3 separate regions of the Gasterosteus aculeatus genome follow, and all the other regions are linked to region 3. The links are chromatin contacts, called in public Hi-C maps. All regions are on one chromosome and are shown on one strand. The core of a region is the stretch at or near the end of the contact, and the rest is flanking DNA. Distances in the headings are between cores, read along the strand shown.

Region 1 (3,671 bases), core at 174-2,673, 82 kb after region 3:
TGCTTTAGGTGCTATATTCCCTTATAATATTCCCCTTTTCAGGGGGTTGCCAGCTCTGTGACGGGCTCACAGTTGTGGAGCAGCCATCGCATCTGAGTAAAAGTTAAATCAGGCTGCCTGCTAAATGTCCCATATGCACATTGTGTGCAGGTCCGTGAATAAAATTTAAAAAAATAAGAAAGAAAAATGTCAGAGAGCTAATTCCTCCCATTTGTTCCAGCCGTGATGTTCCTGTCTCTGTAGGACATGCAACTCTCTGCGTGTCTCTCCATTTTGCGTTTGCGCAGGTTAAATACTAAGTACCAAATACCGAGTTTTGCCGTATTGTAGCTTTTGAAGTTGGTATTAAAGTCGTTTCGTTGACAACTTTTTGGGCTGTAAATAGAAACCAAGTGCACAAAGAATAAAATATAAATTATTTGTTGGTAATAATTTGACATCACACTAAACGTCCTGCGCCCATGTTCCGATAACACGCTCACAGACGCGTAACATCTTTTATTGAAATAATTGCGCTTACTTGAATTGTCCACAAACTTATTGGCGACTTTTATAAAAAAAAAGGAGCCCCGGACGCGGAGCTAACGGTCCCGGCGCGAAGTTATCAGACGTCTCCCCCTGCGCAGCAAATGGACCGCGGATGCGAGTGTTACCCGACACACAAGCAGCGAGGAGCTTTCTTTCATTCTCAACCTCACGCCCGGCGCATATATCATAACAATAATATAAAATAAAAGATAAAAGATGTGCAGTCAGACACCGAGCTGCGTCCTTCCTTACCTTGATTACGACATTCGGAGTTGTCAGGTGGCCGTGTTGCTGGGCAGCGATAATCCAAAAAGGACCACGCAGAAAATAAAAAATAAAATAAAATAAAAAGAACAGCGAAAAGACACGCCAAGGCAAAGTCACTATAAACACACGCAACGAAACGTGCCGCGTCTACTCTGTCGGAACCATAGTTTGGTAGTTTTGACAGGCAGACACACCGGTGAAGTCTACTGCGTATTATCACTAGTAATCCTCCACAGCGAGCCGCTGCTCCCTGACAGGACTGAACGGAGGAGGAGGAGGGGAGGAGGGGAGGAGGTGGGTGGGTCGGACGACACCAGCGAGATGATCTCACATTATGGCCGCAACTATTTTTTTTTGTTTTTTTTAAGCGATGCTGGGCCCGAGATTTGAAGAAAAAAAAGGGGAGGAAAAAAAAAAAACAGTAATAAAAAAAACAAAACGGAGGAGTCGGTTTGACTTGGAAGTCAGAGAGCCGTCATTCTGCGCACATGGACCCTCCTACTGCAACGAGTGCAACGCGCACTCCGAGGAGGGCAGCCGAAAAGGGGCGGGGCCGCGGCGCAGGTAGACGGAGCCGCCTGGAAATAGGGCACCGCGTTCAGCGCAGTGCTGTCTGGGATAAAAGTCTCAGGACAACCGCGGGAGGCAATGTTTTCTTTTTTTCTTTTTTTTCTTTTTTACACCCCTCCCCCTCCCCGCCGCCCCCGCCCCTCTTCTGCAAGTTTGCTCGGTGCATCCGTCGGTATTGTTAAATGATCCGTATTCTTCCGCTCACCGCGCTTTGTAATGTAGTTGTTTTATCTTCTTGTTTCAAAGTGCCACCTCTGGAAAAAAAAAAAAAAAACGGTCCATCGCGCGAGGCTTGTGCACGTACGCTGACAAAGATAGATTGGGAAAAAGAGCTCTCGGCCCCGCTTTTATACTTCACGTGGATGTTTGGGTATAGAAGAGCCAGTAATATTGTCACAGAGAAACGAGGGTTCGAATGGCTCGGATGCTTCTCTGTAATCACAGCGGCTGCCTCCACTAGGTGGAGCAATATTTCTATGGCTGTTGGAAGAGCAGGTCTATTGAGATGTTAAGATATATCACCCTATTTCTCAAAACTATGGTGCAATTGCTTGTTTCCCCACGTCTAGTATTTAAACTGCAGTTGCCCTGGCTGCTGAACGATGCATCATAAAAAAGTTGACGTGTTGACAAATGTGTGAAGGGGGCTGCGACATAAGAAGGAAGTGGTTACAGTACATGTCGGTAGAGCTTTTCAATTCAGTTTTCACAACTGAAGCAATATAGTGTGTTGTTCAAATTTTGAACAATGCACCCATTGGAATCAGTAACCACTGCATATCAGTGACTCCATCACTTATCAATCCCGACTGTTTTTTATGTTATGCTTTACCGATATTTCACGGCATTGAAGATTTCAGGGTGGACTCCTTTAACTTCAGCCGCAGCCGATATTTCTGATTAAATCTCTGGAGTTGTTTGCCGAGTCACTTTCTGTCGCTGCATAACGCCGTGCATGTGGGGTTTATGCTGTGACACTGGAGCTCTATCTGGTTGTTTGAAACGTTTTCTATTTATTGCATATGTGGGGTCTGCAAAGCCGGCCTGTAGCGGCCGTTAATAAAGCGAGGCAGCGGTAGTTAGATTAGTCAAAGCCATCCAAGCAACACTGCCTACCTTCCTGATCTGCCTGTTAATCACCAGCTTTTAGAAGAAAAAAAACAGGAGAATTGAGATATAACCAATGTTACCCCCCCCCCTTTCCACGCAGCTCCCATTTGTCCATTGCACATAATGGGTGCCAGTCAAACACATCATGAGCAAATCTAATTTAGCCTTGCATCACAGATTTTCCCCAGTGGCAGAGACGCATGAAATTGCAGACTGACAGCGGAACACGGCCGACATGAAATCAGCAATAATTGCCTCCATCATTGGTAAAAATTTGAGGCAGCTCCATTGAGCCCACTGAGCTTTCAAGGACCATCGTTTTAGTCAAATCAATGATAATCAGACCAGCGCATAGGACCTAAAAATAGCTTTGTTTTTAGGGAGGGAGGTCCTTTTTTGGATGAGTGATTGCAATGATTAGGAGCAGGCTTCCACTCTTCCACTTCCAGGCCAAAGGCAAAACAGAGAGGTGCATGCTGCGCCTCTCGGGGACAGGTGAATTGGAGCACGTTAACTATGAAATAAAACACTCGTCAACTCAGCAGAGGACCCCGTCCGCGTTGTGTGTGTGTGTGGTAATTAGAGGTCGCTTTAATCAGGGAAGAAGTCTGTCGCCATCATCCTCCCTCGGTCACGCTTCCCTCTCAAGGCGGACTCGGTATCAAAGGTGGAGCGCCACTGACCAAGGGTCTGCATTTGCGCTTATCCGTGTGATGATCACTATAAAATGGGTTTATTTGCTGCAGTGAAGCATGTTCTAGTCATCGAGCATTATATGAAAACTGGTCTCATTCTGTGTGTCCAAAGGACTTTTGTACGGCAGATATATGCTAATATCTCTAGCACACAGACTGGATGGTGGTACTCTTCACCATGAAGGTCACATATGGTATATATTGAATTTTAACGAGGGTTGCTATAGCAACTAGCATGATTTGACATCTGAACTGGCTATAGAAAATGTTAACTCCTGCACTCATAAGTCGTTTGCAGGGATGGCAGGCAGCAAATGTAAAAGAGATCAAAATCTCTTTTGCGATAATGAATATTATTTTCAAAATAGTAATGCATCTAAATATTAACCTGGGTAATACCGCAGATTCCACCTGTTGAACTTAAGAAACTAGTGAAACATGGAATACAATAAATATAATATTACTGGTGTAAGGTCAATCGAATATATGCAAAGTCAAGTA
Region 2 (3,749 bases), core at 116-2,615, 110 kb after region 3:
AAAAGGATGCTGAACACACGCTGTGTTTGTGCACAGAAAACCCCCGAAAGAAAAGCAGCTGGTGAGCTCTAAGCTTCCAGGGAGAATAGCATGAGTCCAAACCCGTTTCACCTGGTATCACGTCGAGCTTCACTCTTACTCTCTCCCCACGCTTTCACATTCAGTGATCCGTGTTGTTATTAATCAAACAGAACCACGCAGCTCGCTAATCAATGTTATTGCTTACTGTAAGTTTGAAGCCAGGCATCTTTGCAACAGTCATTCACATGCAGGTAGGTCGACGTTGCAGAAAGGCAGAATACAATATTTAATAGAGGCCTTGAATAACACACACGTCAAAAGACCTTTAATACATGTGACAACGACAAAGATCAATAGAATGCACATACTTATACAATATATATAAAACAATAGTTGAAATTGACTTTTGCTTGTAAGGACCATATTTTGCCAACGTAGCACTCTAAAGTAGTCCAAGCCAACGGCAATGCTGCTTTTCTCTGTAACCTCTGTGAGAAGTAAAACAAACATTAAAAACAGCCTTGGAAACTATTTATTCAAATCAGTCAAAACTCAGTTAATCTCTTTGTCAAGACGTTGTGGCCGCTGAGTGATCCGCTGATTGATCCGCTTTGATTTACGGGCACCTCGAAATATGAACAGACAACCTCCCACTCATCTATTTCTCTATTATTACAAAAAAATATGACTGTCCAGCTTACGTTTGAGGGAATCCAATGATGAGAAGTCTGCCTTATTATCTGCACAGGGAATTCTTGCTTGGTTTACATTCCTCGTGATGCAGATCAGAAATAATGCATAACAGCAGGGCACCACTGCTTTTGTTTTCATATTTTTCTGATGTTGAAAATGAGTTACAACTGTATGTTGTTGAACTATGTCAATAAATTACTATTTATATAAAAGCCAAATTAACGAATGCAAAAATCAAACAAAGATTAAAGCTAAAGCAGTTATGGTTTGGGTTAAGGTATTGTATAGTAAGTAAAGTAATGACGAAAAAAATATCAGTGTATATAACTACGCTATACAGGTGTATATGTTTACATTAATGTCGACGCATGCGTTGAAAGCGGTTTTCATATTTCTTATCCCCGAAATACAAAATCCCACATATAACTGCAGACATACCTGCCGCTGAGCTTGCATTGAGTTCTCGTATTGTGACCAAACCCTCTGTCCCATCACAACAGTTCTCTGCAGCTATATTGTGATACAGTAAGAGCAACTGTGCTGGATTCCCTGGAGAATTGTGCTTCCAAAGGCTCCAGGTACCGAGAGTTACTTCAACATTTCTGTGAAGTGGGATCTAGACAGAACAACCGTAGGCTCCCGGGAGGGAAAGCGAGGAGAGAGAGGGTACTGACTGAAGTAGAGGGCCAAGGCCTGGGAAACAGTGCCATCTATTGATTCTGCTTCTTGCGTGCTGCGTTATTGCAGCGATGCATACGTGTGGGTTTTAACATACACGCATCAGTCGGCAAAGGAAATGTACTTTGCTCTGCATGTTATTCCTCCCAGACACAAGCATTGCTCTACTATAATGCAGGTTTGCTAATCACTGGGGGGATATTGCAGAATAACTAAAGTTAATCATATACAATGTTATGGGAGATTATTGCTGTTTTATTACGGTAGTGGGGGTTTTTTTTACCTTTAAGCTTGCCTTGCTAAACTGCATACAATTTCTAAACCATGTGTACTTTTTTTTCTCTTCCATACAGGCAAAAGGTGTGTAGTGTGTCCATTCCATAGTCGCATGTGGCATGTGTCTGTTAGGGATTAGGGTGGTCGGGTGCTTCTGGTAAAGGGGAAGCTGTTTAGAGAGGTTTTCTTTGCCTTCGTTATGTTTATTTCATAACTACATATATGTATAATTTCTAAAAACGATATAAACACTTTACAATGTATTTATTACACACTTAAGTCTAGGTGTGGTGATATAAACCACATATAGGTGTTCATTCCTGTTGGATCTTATGATTTTGTCATCCATCATCTGAATTACACATCAACCTCCAAAGGTAGTTTCCATTATCTGCTTACAACTGAAATGGAGTGTGTCATAAATTATGTAGTACATGTTTGTATATTTTGTGCACATAAATAAATAGTCTTTAAAGTAAAGTCTTACCATTTATGTATTGAGAGTATGATGTATGGAGGATCATATCAGAAAACCGGCTTCTCCCTTTTAAAAACCTTGACGCACAGATGATGTGGGATCACAGCCACCTCACACCGCTCGCTGACTGGACCTTAAAGATCATCATTGTGACGATTCACCCATCGACAGCTACTACGAGGACTACCGGCAGCCTCTAGTCCAGTGAATTCAACAGCAGACACCAACCACGGGAGCATCAACTCGCAGAGTCTGTAGGAGTTTGTGTCAAGATTAGATGAGAGTGGACGCGTTCGCCAGAGCCGTGGTTGTTATTCACAGTGAAAGACGGCCGTCAATGCCCAACTGCTCACAGCGCTGATTTCTGACACATCTCTGTCAATTTCATGCCAGATCCGTGGTGAACATGCAGTGACCGGTGTAGCTGTGCATCATAGTTCACATTTGGTAGTCGTTGTCTAGAAGGTGGTGAGAACGCAGTTAATATTTGAGTCATCCACATGTGAAAACACAGTCCTCTCCACACGGGCAAATATACAGTGTAGAGGAACACGGGATAGTTTGGTACCTTTCTATTAGCGGTCCATTGCCAACAAAGCTACTTTTTACGCTACATTTGATCTAAATCGGCCTAATTATTCACTTAAATAAATAAAAACAAGTCATTCAAACCATTATTTTAATGATCAGTCACGCTCTAAGCTCACTACACCAATCACATGTTTAGCGTGGATATCGGTACCCCCTCCCATTGGCATAATCATGGGCACTCCTTTACGGTAAGCGGTAAGTGACAGCATGTATGTTACATGTGCCTTTGAGGGGCGGGTGTGCATGTTACTTTTTGGTGCCACGGGGTCGGTGATTTCAAGGTCAGGAGCACGATGTCTCGGATGCCATCGGGCCCGAGGAAATGCCTCGACCCGACGCGCGTCAGCCTCCATTAGCTGTGACCTCTTCAACTGTAGTCGACCAATACCAGCTCTGACGGATTACCAGTGTCTGCTTTTTTTGAAAGGGGGGGAGTGGGGGGTTAGGGGGAGTTGTCTCTGGACATGACTTGCAGATTATACGCGAACATTCATACGAGAGAGGTTTGTTTCCGGGTCGAAAGGTGCACATAGACACATGTGATACATGCCTTGATGTTTTAAATTAATGGCAAAATAAGTCACTGACGTAAATAAAGTGGCCTGTTTTTAATTTGTCATTCAACTTGCTCTTTCCCTGCGGTGGGCTTATCGCCCCCTATTCAAGCTCCACCGCGCTCCATTCTGCTTTTTCCCCTGATGGTGGAGAGATTATTCTTCCCCTCCAGTTGTTCCCCACTTTCCTTCGGAGTCTGAAAACTCATCTCTTCACGAAATACCTCATCGTCGTCCTCGCCTCACGGAATCATCTCTCCCCATCCACCGTCTCCCTGCTGCACTGTCTGAAAACAACAAAAAGCTTCCTCTTCTCCGCTGTTGTTGTTTTTATTTCTATTCCCCTTAGCTCCTCGCCCACATGTATATTATATTGAGGTCAACGAATGGAAAGTATGGCACTAAATAGAGCTCTCGGTGTCGACGGAAAAGAAGGTGCTTTGGGGTTTGCACATCAT
Region 3 (3,985 bases), core at 947-3,446:
CTCTCCATCTGCCCAAAGAGCACAAAGCTGTATAATGGGTGCCAGAGTGAATACAATCAGAGTAGAGATCAGAAGGCCCGTGAAAGAAAACACTATAGCTGAAAACAGCATCACGGAACTTTGGTTTCCTCCAGGCCAATATGTTGTCTTGATTTGGTATTTTTTCGGTTTCATTCTTTGTTTTGGATTACATTGGAGTATGGTCATCTGTTGTGCACTGCCTGTGCACTTTATTTTTTATTCCTCTTGTTTATATTCTTCTATTTTATAGTGTAGATTTAAATCAAGATGTAAATTTTCCTGCAGTGTCCGTTGTCTTACTGTCCATAGTTATGCACATTGTTATGTTGTCAATTTCTGCATGTCAAATATCTTGTATGTCCAACATATTTTGGCAATAAATGCTATAAAACTCTTGTCATGGCGATAACGGCGTTTCCAAGGACAACCCTGGAGATTTGAGTTGTTGTGACCTCTTGTTAGGAAGGTCTCTCTGCCTAATCACTGAGCATCAGGAAGTGACTTCCTGGAGCCTGTGTTTACCCCCCACCCTCCTCCCCCTCCCACCAGACAAGGAGTCGTTTTGAGGGCGCGCGGTCAGAGGTGTACGATCTAATGAAGAGGATAAGGGAGGCCCCTCAAGAATACAGACAGACCAGCCCCATCAGTTGTGAAGGTTACCTCTATGTACAAGAAAAACGTAAGATGTATATCTCAAATGTTGTTTTATTCGGGGGTGTCCTATTATACCCATTTTTAACACGCACATAAACATACTCCAATTTCATAATCAGAAAGTGTCTTTTACTGCTTTTTTTAAAACACTTATAGAAGTGGTGGTATTTACGATTTAAAGGTTTCCTGTGCCCACTGTGGGTTGTCAGTGATTCTATCTAAAGGGTTGTGTGGCAGTGAAGTAATTCTCTGCATCCCTATAATGGGAAAAATACATGGATGTTTCAAATCCATTTTTAAGTAGCCGCAGCAGCAATAGAAGTGCAATGTGACGCACTTGGTACTAAACGCTGACTTACAGACTTGAGTGAACCGGTTATAATTCTTGTCTACTTGCTGTCACACATCACTCTGGATGTCTGCCCTGATACTGCTGTGTATGGACGGATGGTTGCTACGCAAACCGCGTTGAATGTCTGTGTCACGCGCTTGTTTTTCCAGGGCCGCCTCCCTTCGGCTCAAGTTGGGTCAAGCGCTACAGCACGTATGTCACAAAGCAGAAGATTCTTCACATGGTGACCTTTGACCACAGATCCGGTGGCAAGATAGTGAGTTGTCCTACGACACGTTGATGCCTCGCCAGATTTCTGAAATCCAAACAACTTTGTGCACTACGTCATCTCACTCTGGAATGACACGCTATCTGTTGTAATTCATTTTGCTCCGTACAGTAAGGACTTTCTCTCTTTTTCAGGGGGAGACAGAATCCGTCACGCTCAAATCCTGTCTCCGCAAGACGCTAGACGTGTTGGACAGGAGGTTCTGCTTAGAACTTGAAATTACGGATCGGTACGTCTTTGCCTAACACCTCTTCTGTTAACACACTAATGATATATATTTTATATTACAGACACGCATCGATTATCCACTGTGGCATTCCACATTAACAGCCTTGCTAAAGACTACAGCTTCACACAACTAGGTCAGCTTTCTGCTCTGTGTTCTGTATTGCTGAGGGCAGGACAGCAGGATTTATGTCGGGGGGGCTATCCTCACACACTTAATTAGGGTAATTTGTCGCACCCCTCTGTGCCGTGCTGTTATGGATATCTCATTTTGTCACTCAACTGAACTCTGCCCTACCCTTTTTTTCCTGTAGTATTAATAGAAGAGCAATAGCCCAGATTTAACATGGTCATTTGAGTCTCCACACATCCAGCTGATGGGGATGAGTAGCTTGATATCTATCTGGTCCCACGTGATGGTATGTTCCATGTATCCGCATGGACAACTGATAGGTCTCATATTTTTAGTAATTGCCAAACCGAGGTGATTTTTTTGTGTCAAATATTTTGCTCCTTTTGGTGCTTTCTAATGACACAGAGCAGTTCCCTGCTGTCTGTACCTCTAACGCTGATGTGGTGTGGCTCTCTTCCAGCCCTGGCACGGTGCTGACAGTACAGGCTATGTCAGAGGATGACCACAAGTTCTGGATGCAGGCCATGGATGGGAAGGAAGCTGTGAGTCAGCCGCCTGCACCGTGTTGTGTTTTCGTGTTACTCACACTTGAGTCATGTAGCTCCACTGTATGCTGTTTAACTGCCATCTTTTTGAGGAAACCTTTCTTTTTGTGTTGTGCTGCCACATACCTGCACTTTACTGTGCATCACGATGTCCAAGTATACTTTGTTAAGCCATAAAGGTTTTTTTTATTTTTCCTCTAGTCTGGACCTTATCTCGGGAGGACGTATTCTAAAGAAAGAGGCAGTAAGCATTCTTTGGAGACTTTGTATCTGTAAAAGAATATCATAAACTTTCATGAGCGCAATGCATGACCCCTTTTTTATGATTTATTTTGATCTCTGCAGTTGATGCTCAGCTGAATAATGTCGGTTTGAGTTTTATGAAGAACGCCATCAGCGCCATAGAGACAAGAGGTGAGCCTTGCATAAGTAAGGTCATTTATTTAACATGACATTTGGTAAATGGTAACGTAGGAGCACTATTGTCATCTCTACACAAGGGGGCAGACTTGCTCCAATATTGGTACCAAAGTCTGACTGGAAGCTACTGCAGGCAGTACATACTGAAGGAATAGTCTATGAATAATGCTTTTCATTTTGCAGCACTTACGTTCTTATTAATTTCATTTTCATTTTGTTCTGTTCCCCCTCAACATTTATTTCTGCAATGGTTTATCTACCATACTAAACTGTTAAATTGCAGTAATTTATTCATGTATCTGATGTATAGACAACACTATATATGTACGTTTCTGTTCTTATTCTTGTTTTGGTCCTCTCATTTATTGTGTGGTTTCTGTGTTCTTTTCCTTGTAAAGCACTTTAAAATATTAAGATCAGTAATAAAGTTTCCTGATTGCTTTCAGGTATTAATGACCAAGGCCTGTACAGAGTTGTTGGGGTGAGCTCCAAGGTCCAGAAGCTCCTCTCATTAATGATTGGTAAGTACAATGCTATTATTTTCTTTCCGTTCTTCAAATACATTTTGCTTAGAAATTTGCTGGTCAGAACCGAACAAAAGTTAAAACCATATTAAAAAGATAGTGACCTACAATCAGCCCATGACCCATCAGAAGCATGTCTCTCAAATCTTTTACTCACTTCATGTCTGTTGTATTTCCCCCAGACAACTAGTGAGGACCCCTCCCAGCCGCAGTTTTTTGCCTTGTGCTTCATTAACGCACCACTAAACCCGCCTCTCCTCCACTCAAAGTCATCAGTCGTCTTTCCTTTGTGCCGCACACTGGTCTTGAATCCCTTTCAGTCGTGGCTCCCCGTCTGCACTCTGGTTTCCTGCCGTCTCCGGCAGGCACGAGCTGGCTTTCAGCTCTGTGTCCAGAATAACAACAAACTCTGGCAACTGGCAGCCTGTCTCGGCTTCCTCTCCAAAAACTTCCAGCCTCCCAACCTGCCGACTTATGCTGTGGCCTCCATTAACACTCTGCTGCTGCATTTTAAGAAGTTTCTTTAAGACCTGATTGTAGTAAAAGAAGCATTTGTCTGCGGGCTCTGGACATTTCACATATCGTCATGAACAAGGAAAAAATACAGACATTGCTGGCTTCAACGTCTGCAAATGTTGGTCCACTGATAGACTTAATGGAAAAAGACATTTCCATTAAGCTGCCTAGAAAACTTATGAAATGACAGAGGTAGTACCACCGCACACAAAACGTTTCTGCAGTTCACAGTGAGTGGGTGAAGCGAGCTTTAAACCCTTAAGAAAGTCTTCGTATCCTCCCACTCCTCCTCCTTTTCATCTCTCACCCACCGACATGGCCACGGTC

Evidence for each region. A called contact is a pair of places that touch in the nucleus more often than the background predicts.
Region 1: a Hi-C map of whole body shows a contact between it and region 3, with 2.7 times the contacts expected there. The contact joins the promoter of nr3c2 here to the enhancer-like site in region 3. A contact is called at or near these places in 3 of 6 Hi-C or Micro-C datasets (liver, skeletal muscle and whole body).
Region 2: a contact with region 3 is called in a Hi-C map of tail fin, with 3 times the contacts expected there. The contact joins two enhancer-like sites. A contact is called at or near these places in 4 of 6 Hi-C or Micro-C datasets (liver, skeletal muscle and tail fin).

What each region holds. Positions count from the first base shown.
Region 1 is chr9:17,090,865-17,094,535 of fGasAcu3.hap1.1, forward strand. It overlaps nr3c2 (nuclear receptor subfamily 3, group C, member 2), which reads right to left and starts at 1,424. Exons shown (of 9, transcript XM_040186775.2): 1 at 781-1,424.
Region 2 is chr9:17,116,781-17,120,529 of fGasAcu3.hap1.1, forward strand. No RefSeq gene overlaps it. Among protein-coding and RNA genes, the nearest start is that of dclk2a, 6.0 kb to the right of the region's middle. Within about 2 kb of position 1,366, at least 1 of the 9 cell types and tissues checked has open chromatin away from gene starts, as enhancers often do.
Region 3 is chr9:17,008,230-17,012,214 of fGasAcu3.hap1.1, forward strand. arhgap10 (Rho GTPase activating protein 10) reads left to right here. Exons shown (of 22, transcript XM_078109141.1): 8 at 571-700; 9 at 1,177-1,283; 10 at 1,430-1,524; 11 at 2,114-2,195; 12 at 2,400-2,442; 13 at 2,544-2,612; 14 at 3,065-3,139. Among protein-coding and RNA genes, the nearest start is that of arhgap10, 16 kb to the left of the region's middle. Within about 2 kb of position 2,197, at least 3 of the 9 cell types and tissues checked have open chromatin away from gene starts, as enhancers often do.